2 separate regions of the Mus musculus genome follow, and region 1 is linked to region 2. Evidence: chromatin contacts called from public HiChIP or PLAC-seq data. All regions are on one chromosome and are shown on one strand. Each heading gives the region's core, a stretch centred on a gene start, on an enhancer-like site or on the middle of the called end of the contact. The rest is flanking DNA. Distances are from core to core; before and after follow the strand shown.

What was found. HiChIP or PLAC-seq counts read pairs in DNA pulled down with a chosen protein or histone mark.
Region 1: a contact with region 2 is called in an H3K27ac HiChIP or PLAC-seq map of embryonic stem cells, with 2.8 times the contacts expected there. The contact joins the enhancer-like site here to the promoter of Vamp8 in region 2. A contact is called at or near these places in 4 of 39 promoter capture datasets (cranial neural crest, embryonic stem cells, frontonasal cranial neural crest and 1 more), 3 of 15 datasets of contacts at CTCF or cohesin (embryonic stem cells and stem cell-derived epiblast-like cells), 12 of 484 Hi-C or Micro-C datasets (the N1E-115 cell line, differentiating embryonic stem cells, embryonic stem cells and 2 more), 7 of 115 datasets of contacts at active chromatin or transcription factors (embryonic stem cells and epiblast stem cells) and 1 of 9 other capture datasets (embryonic stem cells).

What each region holds. Positions count from the first base shown.
Region 1 is chr6:72,823,175-72,828,696 of GRCm38.p6, reverse strand. No RefSeq gene overlaps it. Among named protein-coding and RNA genes, the nearest start is that of Tcf7l1, 37 kb to the right of the region's middle. Within about 2 kb of position 3,541, at least 40 of the 459 cell types and tissues checked have an H3K27ac peak or open chromatin away from gene starts, as enhancers often do. A contact at or near this core is called in differentiating embryonic stem cells and embryonic stem cells, where this site is marked.
Region 2 is chr6:72,387,184-72,392,748 of GRCm38.p6, reverse strand. Vamp8 (vesicle-associated membrane protein 8) reads left to right here and starts at 2,082. Exons shown (of 3, transcript NM_016794.3): 1 at 2,082-2,275; 2 at 4,329-4,487. The coding sequence starts at 2,273.

The DNA of each region.
Region 1 (5,522 bases), core at 2,292-4,791, 430 kb before region 2:
GTGGTAGAGCAGGACACCAGATATGCTCTTCTGGCCCCCAGATACCTTTGCACACATATCCACATACATCACACATACAGGTCTCAATGAAAAGGGAATAGGGAGGTGTTGCGGCCGCCAGCAGCTCGTAACGTGAACGGTTCGACTGATATGGCTACTCAAGCTGTAAGAGAGGAATCTAGGGGGCGAAAGAAGAAACGGAGCTAAGACAAATTCATTCTGATCAAAACTCAAATTTTATTGTTGCGACACTAGTTATGAAGGAAGGGGGAGGGGACCCGATTCCCGCCGAATAATCTCTGATCCAGTAGAAAGGTGAGCACGTGTGTGGCTCCAAACAGCAAAGCGGCAGGTTCCAGCAGTGGGCGTGGCAGAACGAATGAGCAGGAAGCTCCACCCCTGAGCAAGCAGGTTTCAGGCTGGGGGAGGGGAGACTACAGGGAGGTGGGGACTTTAGCTTAGGAAAAGACATCTGCTGCCACTGTCAAGCCTGTCAGAGCCCCCAGCCTCCCATGGCTTTATAATCTTTCTGGTCAGTTTCTTAATCGAGGGCCCACCTTTCAAGAGAAGTCGTGTTGACCAATTAAAAAATCTTTTTTAGGCAGGGCATGGTAACACACAGCTTTAATTCCAGCACTTGGGAGAGAGAGGCAGGCAGATCTCTTAAGTTCAAGGTCAGCCTGGTCTATGTAGTGAGTTCCATAACAGGTTATGTAGAAAGATCTTGTTAAAATTAAGTAAATAAGTAAACAAATAAATAAACCAAAAAATGAGAAAAAAACAACAACAAAAATCTTTTCAGAAAATGGAAACACTCATCTGTCATCCCAGCACACCTGTCATGCCAGCACACCTGTCAGTCAGTCATCCTAGCACACCTGTCAGTCATCCTAGCACACCTGACAGTCATCCCAGCACACCTGTCAGTCATCCTAGCACACCTGTCATCCCAGCACACTTATCAGTCATCCCAGCACACCTGACATCCCAGCACACTTATCAGTCATCCCAGCACACCTGACATCCCAGCACACCTGACATCCCAGCACACCTGACATCCCAGCACACCTGACATCCCAGAGAGGGATAAGGTAAGGTGAGAGGACCATGAGTTCCAGGCCAGCCTTGACTACAGAGTGAGAACCATTCTCAAAACCCAAAAGGGGGGGAGGGGGTGGTGGTGAGAGACAAAAAAGGCTGAGCTGTGATGGCACACACCTTTAATCCCATCATGGGAGGTAGAGAACATGTGAGTCTGAGGCCAGCCTGGTCTACATAGAGTGTTCTAGGCCAGCCAAGGCTATATAATGAGGCCCAGTCTTTTTTTTTTTTTTTTTAAGATTTATTTATTTACTATATGTAAGTACACTGTAGCTGTCTTCAGACACTCCAGAAGAGGGCGTCAGATCTTGTTACAGATGGCTGTGAGCCACCATGTGGTTGCTGGGATTTGAACTCTGGACCTTCGGAAGAACAGTAGGGTGCTCTTACCCACTGAGCCATCTCACCAGCCCCCGAGGCCCAGTCTTGAAGGGGAAAAAAAAATGTGAAAAACTATCCTCTCAGGGTTTATTTCCGCATCACTTACCATGCTGTGCTCCGCTCGGCACCCTGCAGTCGCATGCCATGCCATGGGGTCTTCCCGATACACCTTTAAGGAAGGCATTGTGGTACCGTTTTACAGATGTGGAGAGTAGAGCTCAGAGGCCAGACATGACCTAAGGACAAGTGTCAAACCGATGCTTCCTCTAGAACCTCCCTGTGGATGGACTCTGGTGCTCAGGCTCAGAGCATCCCCAATGCTGTAAGTACCAGATGCCCACCAGAGAGTACCACACTAAGACTGTTAAAGCCAGGAAAAGCTCTTATAGCTGGCCGGTGACTGCACGGAGAACTTGCCCACATCCTGCAGCCCCAAGCCTTACATGCCGTGCCCTGTACATGTCTTTTACATATAAACACTATATTCTGGTTGTCACACTTCAGTTAGAAGGACACAGAACTACAAAAGCCAAAAAGCAAAGTTAGCACTTTCAGATACTTTTTATTTGGGGACTTTCCTGGAACTATGAACAGCTCGTCAGCTGTTGGAGCCTACATGCTGGGTTTTAAAGTCAGAATGGTACCTCTAACATGGTGTCAGTCACTCTATGGTCCGGGGTCCTGTTACCCATGACACCTCTTCCTTCATTAGGATCCCCACTTGCCCCTCCGCACCCCTTTCACTATTCTGATTCTGCTGACAGCCCCCATTCTCTGCTGACTGAGCCCAGTGAGAAGGGAGTGGTCACGATCCTCAGATTTGTCCCTGTCCCACGGAGAGCAGAACCAAGAGAAGAGGATAGTGACCAGGTCCTTGGGAGGGAGCCAGGGGCTTTACTGCCCAGAAGTGGCCTTTCAACTTGCCAAGTTGGGGGTAACTAAGACTGGATTTGGATCCATGAGCCCACCCCGCTTCTCTTAATGAGCCCCGCTAGGAGCTAGCTTAGCATTGTCAGTTGAGCACATATGGCTCTTGCAAAGGACTAGTACCCAGCTCCCACTTTGGGTGCCTCACAAGAGCCTGCATGCAACTCCACCTTCAGGAGATCCAACGCCTCTATGCACATCTCTACTGATACACACAACTCCACATACACACGAATAACTAACAAGGTCCTTGTTCCTGAACATCTGGCAAAAAAATAACGGTCTTTTCCCTTCCCAATGGAAAAAGCTGATTTTTTTTTTTTTTTTTTTTTTTTTTTTTTGCCTTTATTTGTGGAGTAACAGTAGAGACATCGACAGAGTTGAATCAAACCGACAACTATGGCTGCGGCAACTTCTCGCCATGTCAGACAAAGCAGTGTCTACACCTGGTTTTTAATATCACACAGGGCAAGAAGCTTTTCACAGGTTCGATTTGCAAACCAAAACGATGACAGGCAGGTCCAGCATGTTGCAAGACTACAAGTAGCTTCTTGAGAGAGATGCGGAGCTGGGAGAGGTGCGGGCTCCTGGTGTCTGGACAGAAGGCAGTGAGGAGCACGTGCCAGGGGGATGGAATGAGGGGCGGGGGGCGCTGGGAGGGGTGGTGTAGCCCTGCGGGCTGGAGGGCATGAGGCTCTGCAACTCATGAATATTCCAGACTGACTTCCAGGCCTGTGGGAGCAGAGCCTGATCCTCTACCGGGGGACACAGCTGGGGCCTCAAGCTGGTGGGATGCAAAGGACATCCAGACTGGGAGACCGCAATCCACTCTTAGCACGGTGCCTGGGCCTGGGCCTGGCAGGGGAGGGCAGCAGCTCGAGACCCCCGTAGCCCACCCAGCTACTCTTAATGAGCCCCACTAGGAGCTCCAGCTGTCAATCATCCTCCTGGCAGAGGCCAGTGAGTCCGCAGCCTTCCTCGGAGGAAGAGACTGGTACAGAAAGACGCCAGGCAGCAGATCAGGCCTGTCAGAGTAGGGGTAAGAGTCTCGGACTCGCAGGAGGCTCAGCAATCTGGTTATTTTCTCTCTGTGGCGATTCCAGGAAGCCGAAACCTGCCTCTCTCCTCAGCACGAGCTTTCCGGGAGGAAACGGGAGGAAACAGACTAGCGGCTAAGAACAGCTCCGATACAGATATCAGGAGAAGCAGAGATCCTGGCAACAGCTTGAGTTGTAGTCAGATTTGTAGGGGTGGGGACCCAGAGCAGGGAGGGGTCTCGGAAGCCACCGCAAAGCAACCTGTTAACGACCTGTTCTCTCGGCCTTTAGCCTTCTCCCTCCCCCCCCGCCCCTCCCCCCCCCATGCTGGGATGAAATCACTGATAAAGGCAACTTAAGGAAAGAGGGGCTCATTTTGGCTCTTAGTTTGAACAACTATGGTGGGAGCAGGGGTGGTGGTGAGTTGCTCAGGAGGTGTGGGGAGAGGGAAGGAGAGAGGGAGGGGGAGGGGAGGGAGAAGCTGGTGTTCTGCTTTCTCCTCTTCATTTTTCTTCAGGATGAGAACCCACAGGAGAGCACCTTCAGCTCAGAGTGGGTTTTCCCTCCTCCATTAAACTTTTCTAGAAAAACTTTCACGAGCCGGGCGGTGGTGTCGCACGCCTTTAATCCCAGCACTTGGGAGGCAGAAGCAGGCGGATTTCTGAGTTTCGCTACACAGAAAAACCCTGTCTCGGAAAAAAACAAAAAACAAAAAACAAAAAAAAAAACAAAACAAAAAAACGAGGGGGCTGGAGAGATGGCTCAGAGATTAAGAGCACTGACTGCTCTTCCAGAGGTCCTGAGTTCAAATCCCAGCAACCACATGGTGGCTCACAACCATCTCATAATGAGATCCGATGCCCTCTTCTGGGGTGTCTGAAGACAACTACAGTGTACTTACACATAATGAATGAAGAAATCTTTGGTCCAGAGCGAGCAGGGCTGGAGAGAGAAGAAAAAGTGTCTGAAGACAGCTATAGTGTATTTACATATAATAAATAAATAAATAAATAAATCTTTTAAAAAAAAACGAAACGAAAAACCTTCACAGACAAGCCCAGAATGTGTCACCTAGGTGACCAAGTCCCGGCAAGATGACAACAAAGATTGGGTATCACACCAACAACCATCTATTGCAAAGTAAGACTCTAAACCACGGGCCCAAGTGGCATGGGTTCTTGGCATCTAGAAGTCTCTGTAGGTCCTACAGCTCAGTAAAAGGGGAGTCTATGAGATGTCAACCCTCAGAGATAGGGGGTAGTGAGGGGCCACTTAAGCAAACACAGTCCTAGACCTGGACCCTATCATATCCATGCTCTCTCTTCTCTTCTCTTCTCTTCTCTTCTCTTCTCTTCTCTTCTCTTCTCTTCTCTTCTCTTCTCTTCTCTTCTCTTCTCTTCTCTTCTCTTCTCTCTCTCTCTCTCTCTCTCTTTCTCTCTCTCTCTAAGCAGGGTTTTTCTGTGTAACCCTGACTGTCCTAGAACTCACTCTGTGGGCCAAGCTGGCCTCAAACTCACAGAGACCCACCTCTGTGCTGAGATTAAAGGCATGGTTCACCACACCCCATTTTCATGACCTTCTTATCTGCAAAATTCATTCACTCCTAACTGAAGTGGACCAAGGTCTCTTCAACTGTGGGCTCAAAGCCCCATCCACCTTCATGAGATCTGGATGTGAATGGCAGCCTTCAGGATAGAATTAGCTCTCTCTTCCTATGAGCCTGTGACGTTAAACAGACAAGGTATCTTTTCCCCACTTGGCATACAATGATGAGCCTGACATAGAACTCAGCTGGGGATATGTTCCATTCAAAAATCAGGGAGATGGGTAAACGAAAGCCTTCATTCACAAAAATTATCAAATCCATCTGATTAACTATTAGAGTTCGTTGATTCCGTCTGGAAGCCTGGGACCCTCTCTGCGAGCTTTGGCTGCACCCTCGGCTTCTTGGTTCTGCCTCAGAACACTGCTTCCCGAGACTTGAGTGGCATTACATGTTCGCAGGTGAGATGCTCCCACTACCACACTTCCTTAGGGTGGAATTTGGAAGAGTCTGATAGGCCATTTTCCTCCTCC
Region 2 (5,565 bases), core at 833-3,332:
GGTTTCTCTGTGTAGCCCTGGCTGTCCTGGAACTCACTTTGTAGACCAGGCTGGCCTCGAACTCAGAAATCCGCCTGCCTCCGCCTCCCAAGTGCTGGGTTTAAAGGCGTGCACCACCACTGCCCAGCTACTGTTACCTTTTAACTATGTATGTCTGTGTTTGTGTGTATGAATAGGGTCTGTGGGGCCAGAAGAGGGCGTCAGATCCCTGGAGCTAGAGTTACAAGTAATGAGTTGCCTGACCCAGGTGCTGGGAATCAAATTTGGGTTCTCTGGAAGAACAATACATGCTTTTAACCAAAGGGCCATCTCTCCAGGACCCAGTTCTTTCTTTGTGACCACTGAGCCCTTGATCAGCAGGATGGGGACATTCTCAAGGCCTCTTGACCTTTTGCCTAAGATCAAGTGTAGTACAGACATTCTCTGTTGTGATCTCATTCCTCTTTATTCTAGATTTTTCTTTTGCTTTATAGGAAAGGAAAGGAGTTGTGCCGCTTTAAGGTGTTACTAGGGGCTAGAGAGAGAGCTCTACAGCTAAGAGCACGTGCTACTCTTGCATAGAAGGGTCCAGCTCCCAGCACCCACATCAGGTGTCTCACAACTGTCTGCAACTCACCAGAGAACCTAACCCCTCTGCCCTCAGGCACACACACACACACACACACACACAGACACACACACAGACACACACACACACACTTAAAGATAATAAGATAAAAACTTTTAGCCGGGAGTGGTGATGCACACCTTTAATCCCAGCACTTGGGAGGCAGAGGCAAGTGGATTTCTGAGTTCGAGGCCAGCCTGGTCTACAAAGTGAGTTCCAGGACAGCCAGGGATATACAGAGAAACCCTGTCTCGGAAAAAAAAAACAAACAAATAAACAAAAAAAAAAAAAACCCAAAAAAAAAACCCAAAAAAACCAACAACAACAAAAAAAATTTTTAAAGATTTTTTTAAAGTGTTACTAGTTGCTTTAATTTGCTTCTGTAAAACTAAGCGTGCAGTGTTTGTAGATATAGCTCCTCCATGGCTGCCTGAGCAGGCACGAGGGAAAACACATAAGTGTCCCAAAATGATTCCGGGATTCTAAATTTATTATAGCCAACAAAATGAAACAAAACAAAACCCCTCTTATTTGTTGGAGGAGCTAAGATTTCCTCCTTGACGGTGTTATTTACTCTGGGGTGGGAAAGAATGTCTGTTCTCTTTCTGCCCTGTTATTGTTCTGTCTTGACAAACTCCATCCGGAGAAGAGCAGATTTTCTCTGGCGGAGAGCCACATGTGGTGGAAAAACCCTTTACTCTTAGGCCCCCATCCTAATCTGTCTGACAACCCTCTGACAACTGACCAGGGTCACCAACCCCCACGGTGACCTTTGGAAGGAAGTGTAGGACTGCTCAACTCCAGAAGGAAAGGAGGGGCTGGTGAGTGAGCCATTTCCCCGACTGTCCTGTGTCCTGTGACAAGGATAAGGTGCCCTGCCCCTGCTGTTTGCACTCCTCCCACTGCCTGAGGTCAGCCTTAGCACCCGAAGAACATTAGAGGGGGACAAAGATCCCACCCCCAGGGCCAACTTGGAATTTTCCTGGAGATTTTAAAGACTTTAATTATGTGTATGTGTGTGTATGTATGCACACGTATGTTCACATACCCACAGAGGCCAGAAGAGGGCATCTGGACCGCCCCTGCCCCCCCCCCCCCCCCGAGATGCAGATACAGGTGTCTGTGAGCAGCCAGGGGTGGGTGTAGGGACCTGAACCTGGGTTACTGCAAAAGCAGCGGGTGATCCCAACTGCTGACCCATCTCCCTAGCCCCCGTTTTCTGGGGGATCTTAGAGCTCTCTTCTCATACAGGATGGCCCTTGGGGACAAAGGTTGCCCAACAAGGTATCTTCGCCTGTACATTCGTTTCTATCTAAATAATGCTAATGTAAGTCCCTGAAAAACTAGAATTACTTCTTTGAAGCATAAAAGAAGTTTCTGAAAACTTAGGAGGACTGTTGATCCTTCTTTTCTCCTTCCCCCCTCCCCCAACCCTGTTGCTTAAGCTTTTGTTTGGGAGGAGACTAGGAGGACGGCAGCAGAGGGCAGCCGCCTACCTGGAGAAACCTGCAGTTACGTGTGTGGCAGGAGCCGGAGTGGCTGGAGTCGCGGGATGGTCAGGAGGCGGGCTGAAAGTTGGAGTAAGCAGGAAGTGAAGCTGTGGCTGCCTTGGGTGGAAACAGACTAGGCGAAGTTCTGCTTTGAGAGGCCCAAGTGCTCCGAGACATGGTGAGTGACGTGGGGACCAAGAAAAGAGCGAGTTAGAGCAGCTGCCAGAGGGGGATCGGGCCTGGGGGTTGCCTGTGTCGAGAAAGGTAAGTTGGCGGCAGTCAGAGGGCTGGCGGGGTTGGGCCAGCGCTGCCTCTGTCTCCTTACTTTTGACAACTCCTCCACAAATAGCTCCGCACTCCGGGCCAGGGGTTCCTGACACTTCTCCACCTCCTTCCTCCCGTGACCTCGGTGCTGGATCCGATCAGGATTTCGGTGGGGGTTGGGGGACCCAAATTCCAAGCCGAGCTGCTGCGCCGCGCCCTCCCCCTCCTCCGCCTCCTCCAGCTGGGCCTGAGCCCGGTGTTGTGACATTACCGGGCCACAAGCGTTCCTGCTCTTTGGGGCTCAGATTCCAGCCCCGCGGACTGGAGTTCTCCCCCTTACCCTCGCACTGTATCTATGCAGACACCCAGAGGATCTATCTGCCTGGCCACCAAAAGCACCACCCTTTTCTAGAAACATTAGCAACAGTGCCAAGGGTTTGTAAAGCAGCCAGATGGCGGTTCTTCCCGATAATCTAGCTTCAGCCCACACCCGTGGCCGGTACCTGAGGCCCCCTGGGTCCCTAAGGGAGGAGTCAGGCCTCTTCCCTCCTTGTTCAAAAGCCTTATCTAGAGGCCTCCTGGATAGAGCGACCGCAGCAGGAAGGACTTTTATTAATATCTGCATAAGCAGGCGGTGGTGTGCGGCCTACCAGGCGTTAAATTGTGGGGAAAGCAGAAGTATATGGTCCAACGGCACATGATGCCTTCTGGGGGCCACATCCACTGAACCGGGGCTACACTGCCCAGTAGGCTGGAACCAGAACTCACCAACAGCTGTCTGGAGAAGGGCATTTATTTGGGTTGGGCCGGGCAAGAGTGTGCTGCTGGTCAACTCTCACAGTTTTAGAGAGAACCCACTAGGATTGAGCCGAGGGAGGCTACAGGAACCAGTTAATAGTTCTTGGCTGTGCTCTGCTGAGGAAACGTCAGCTGGGTTTTCTCCTTGACCCTCTTTGTGGAGTCAAGACAGGGGCAGTCGTGTGCTGTTTTTTTGTTTGTTTGTTTTTTGTTTTTTGTTTTTTTTTGTTTTTCCTTGTCACGCTGAAAATCCTCCAAAGAAGGTGGATGAGAATCCAGGGTCAAACCTCATCTTCTGGGACTTAAAAAATGCACTTACATGGCTGGCAGCCGAGATGGCTGGGCAGGTACAAGTGTTTGCAGAGCAAGCCTGCCTGCCTGAATTCAGTATCCTGCTCTCTCCTGCCCATCCAACTGGAGGAGACAATCCACTCATGAAAGTTGTCCTCTCACCTCCACATGCGTGCCGTGGCATGTGCATACACGTATATTCCCCAGCACACACACACACACACAATGCACTTATGACAGACTAAGGATGTGGTTCAGCTGATAGAGTGTTTGCCTGGCAAGCGTCAAGCTCTGGGTTTCATCCCCAGCACCTCATAAAACAAGGATAATGGTACACACCTGGAATCCCAGCCCAGGGTAAGTAGAGACAGGGGGTCAGATGTTTAAGGCCATCCTACTTAGGAAGCCTATGGCCTGCCTAGGTTATATGAGAACCTGCCTCAGATAAATAAATCTGGGGAGGTGGCTCAGTGGGCTTGCTACGCAAGCATGAAGATTTGCATTGGATCCCTAGACCCATTTAGAAGGAAAAAAATTCCAGGTGTGGTGGTGCAAGCAAGCACTTAGGTGGCTCCTAGTGCTAGGGTGGTGGAGAAGGCTGAGCCCTGGGGCTTTTTGTCCACTCTAATCTCAGAGCCTCAGGCCAACAGGAGACCCAGCCTGTGGGGGAAAAAACAAGGGAGGAGTGACACCTGACCACCCGAGGCTGATCTGGGATATAAACGTGCTTGCATCGAAGTGAACATTTACGTAGAACATTCTCCTGGTAAACAGTTGAAGCATCAGAAACGGCTAAAATCTACTTTAGTTCTTCCAACCTCCTCTGGCCTCTTGGATCCTCTGCTGCCCGGCCTAATTAACCCCTTATTGACATCCAGGAGGAGGCCAGTGGGAGTGCCGGAAATGACCGAGTTAGGAACCTGCAGAGTGAGGTGGAGGGAGTCAAGAATATTATGACCCAGAATGTGGAGCGGATCTTGGCCAGAGGGGAGAACCTGGACCACCTCCGAAACAAGACAGAGGACTTGGAAGCCACGGTGAGATTGGGAGAAAACTGGGAGTTGGTGGGGGCAGATCTCGGGGAGGGGGAGAAGTTTGGGTGGGGAGGCAAAGTGAACAGAAGGGACTGCAGACTGTCATGTCTACTGCCCTTTTGCCTATGCAGGAGATGGCTGAGGTTCCACCTCTGCTTCCTTGCTACTCTGCTGGCTGGTAGAGAGCCCAGTGAGTGGTTGGATTTGAGCTTGGGTGAGGGGCCCACCCACAGAGCCATTTCTGAGACAGTTCAGTCAACTGCTCCATTCCTAAGCTTCATTGGGGTATGAAACTGATTTTTGTCTCAAAGCTTGCCCTTGGCAACCATTTGGAGTTGATGTCCCAAAGGCAAAGTTATGAGTTCCGGGCAACCCTTGGCCTTTCAGCATTCTCCCTCCAGGTGTAATTAGGCTGGAAGTTGGTGGGGGGCGTCTTGCTGAGTCCGCTTTAAAGCACAGCTGGGAAGACCAATGAAATCCTTTAACCCCAGGATCCCTGTGTGCAAAGGCCAAAATAATATCTCCCACACATCTTGCTTAGACCTCCTCTTTGCTGCCATGGACTGAGGCCAAGCTGCTCAGGGCAGAAGAAAGTCTAACACAAACCAAGGCTGGGGCCTCAGTTTTCACTTGCTGTGGAGTACACTGGCTTCCTGGGTCCATTGGGTTATCTTGGAATCTAGTGCCTCCTGCAGCATAAGCTGGGCACATGGAGACTTAGTGTCTGTATTAACTTGGAGAAGCAGGAGGCTTTTTTCTTTCTTCCTTTCTTCCTTTCTTCCTTTCTTCCTTTCTTCCTTTCTTCCTTTCCTTTCCTTTCTTCCTTTCTTCCTTTCTTCCTTTCTTCCTTTCTTCCTTTCTTCCTTTCTTCCTTTCTTCCTTTCTTCCTTTCTTCCTTTCTTCCTTTCTTCCTTTCTTCCTTTCTTCCTTTCTTCCTTTCTTCCTTTCTTCCTTTCTTCCTTTCTTCCTTTCTTTTCTTTCTTTTCTTTCTTTCTTTCTTTCTTTCTTTCTTTCTTTCTTTCTTTCTTTCTTTCTTTCTCAAGACAGGGTTTCTCTGTGTAGCCCTGGCTGTCCTGGAACT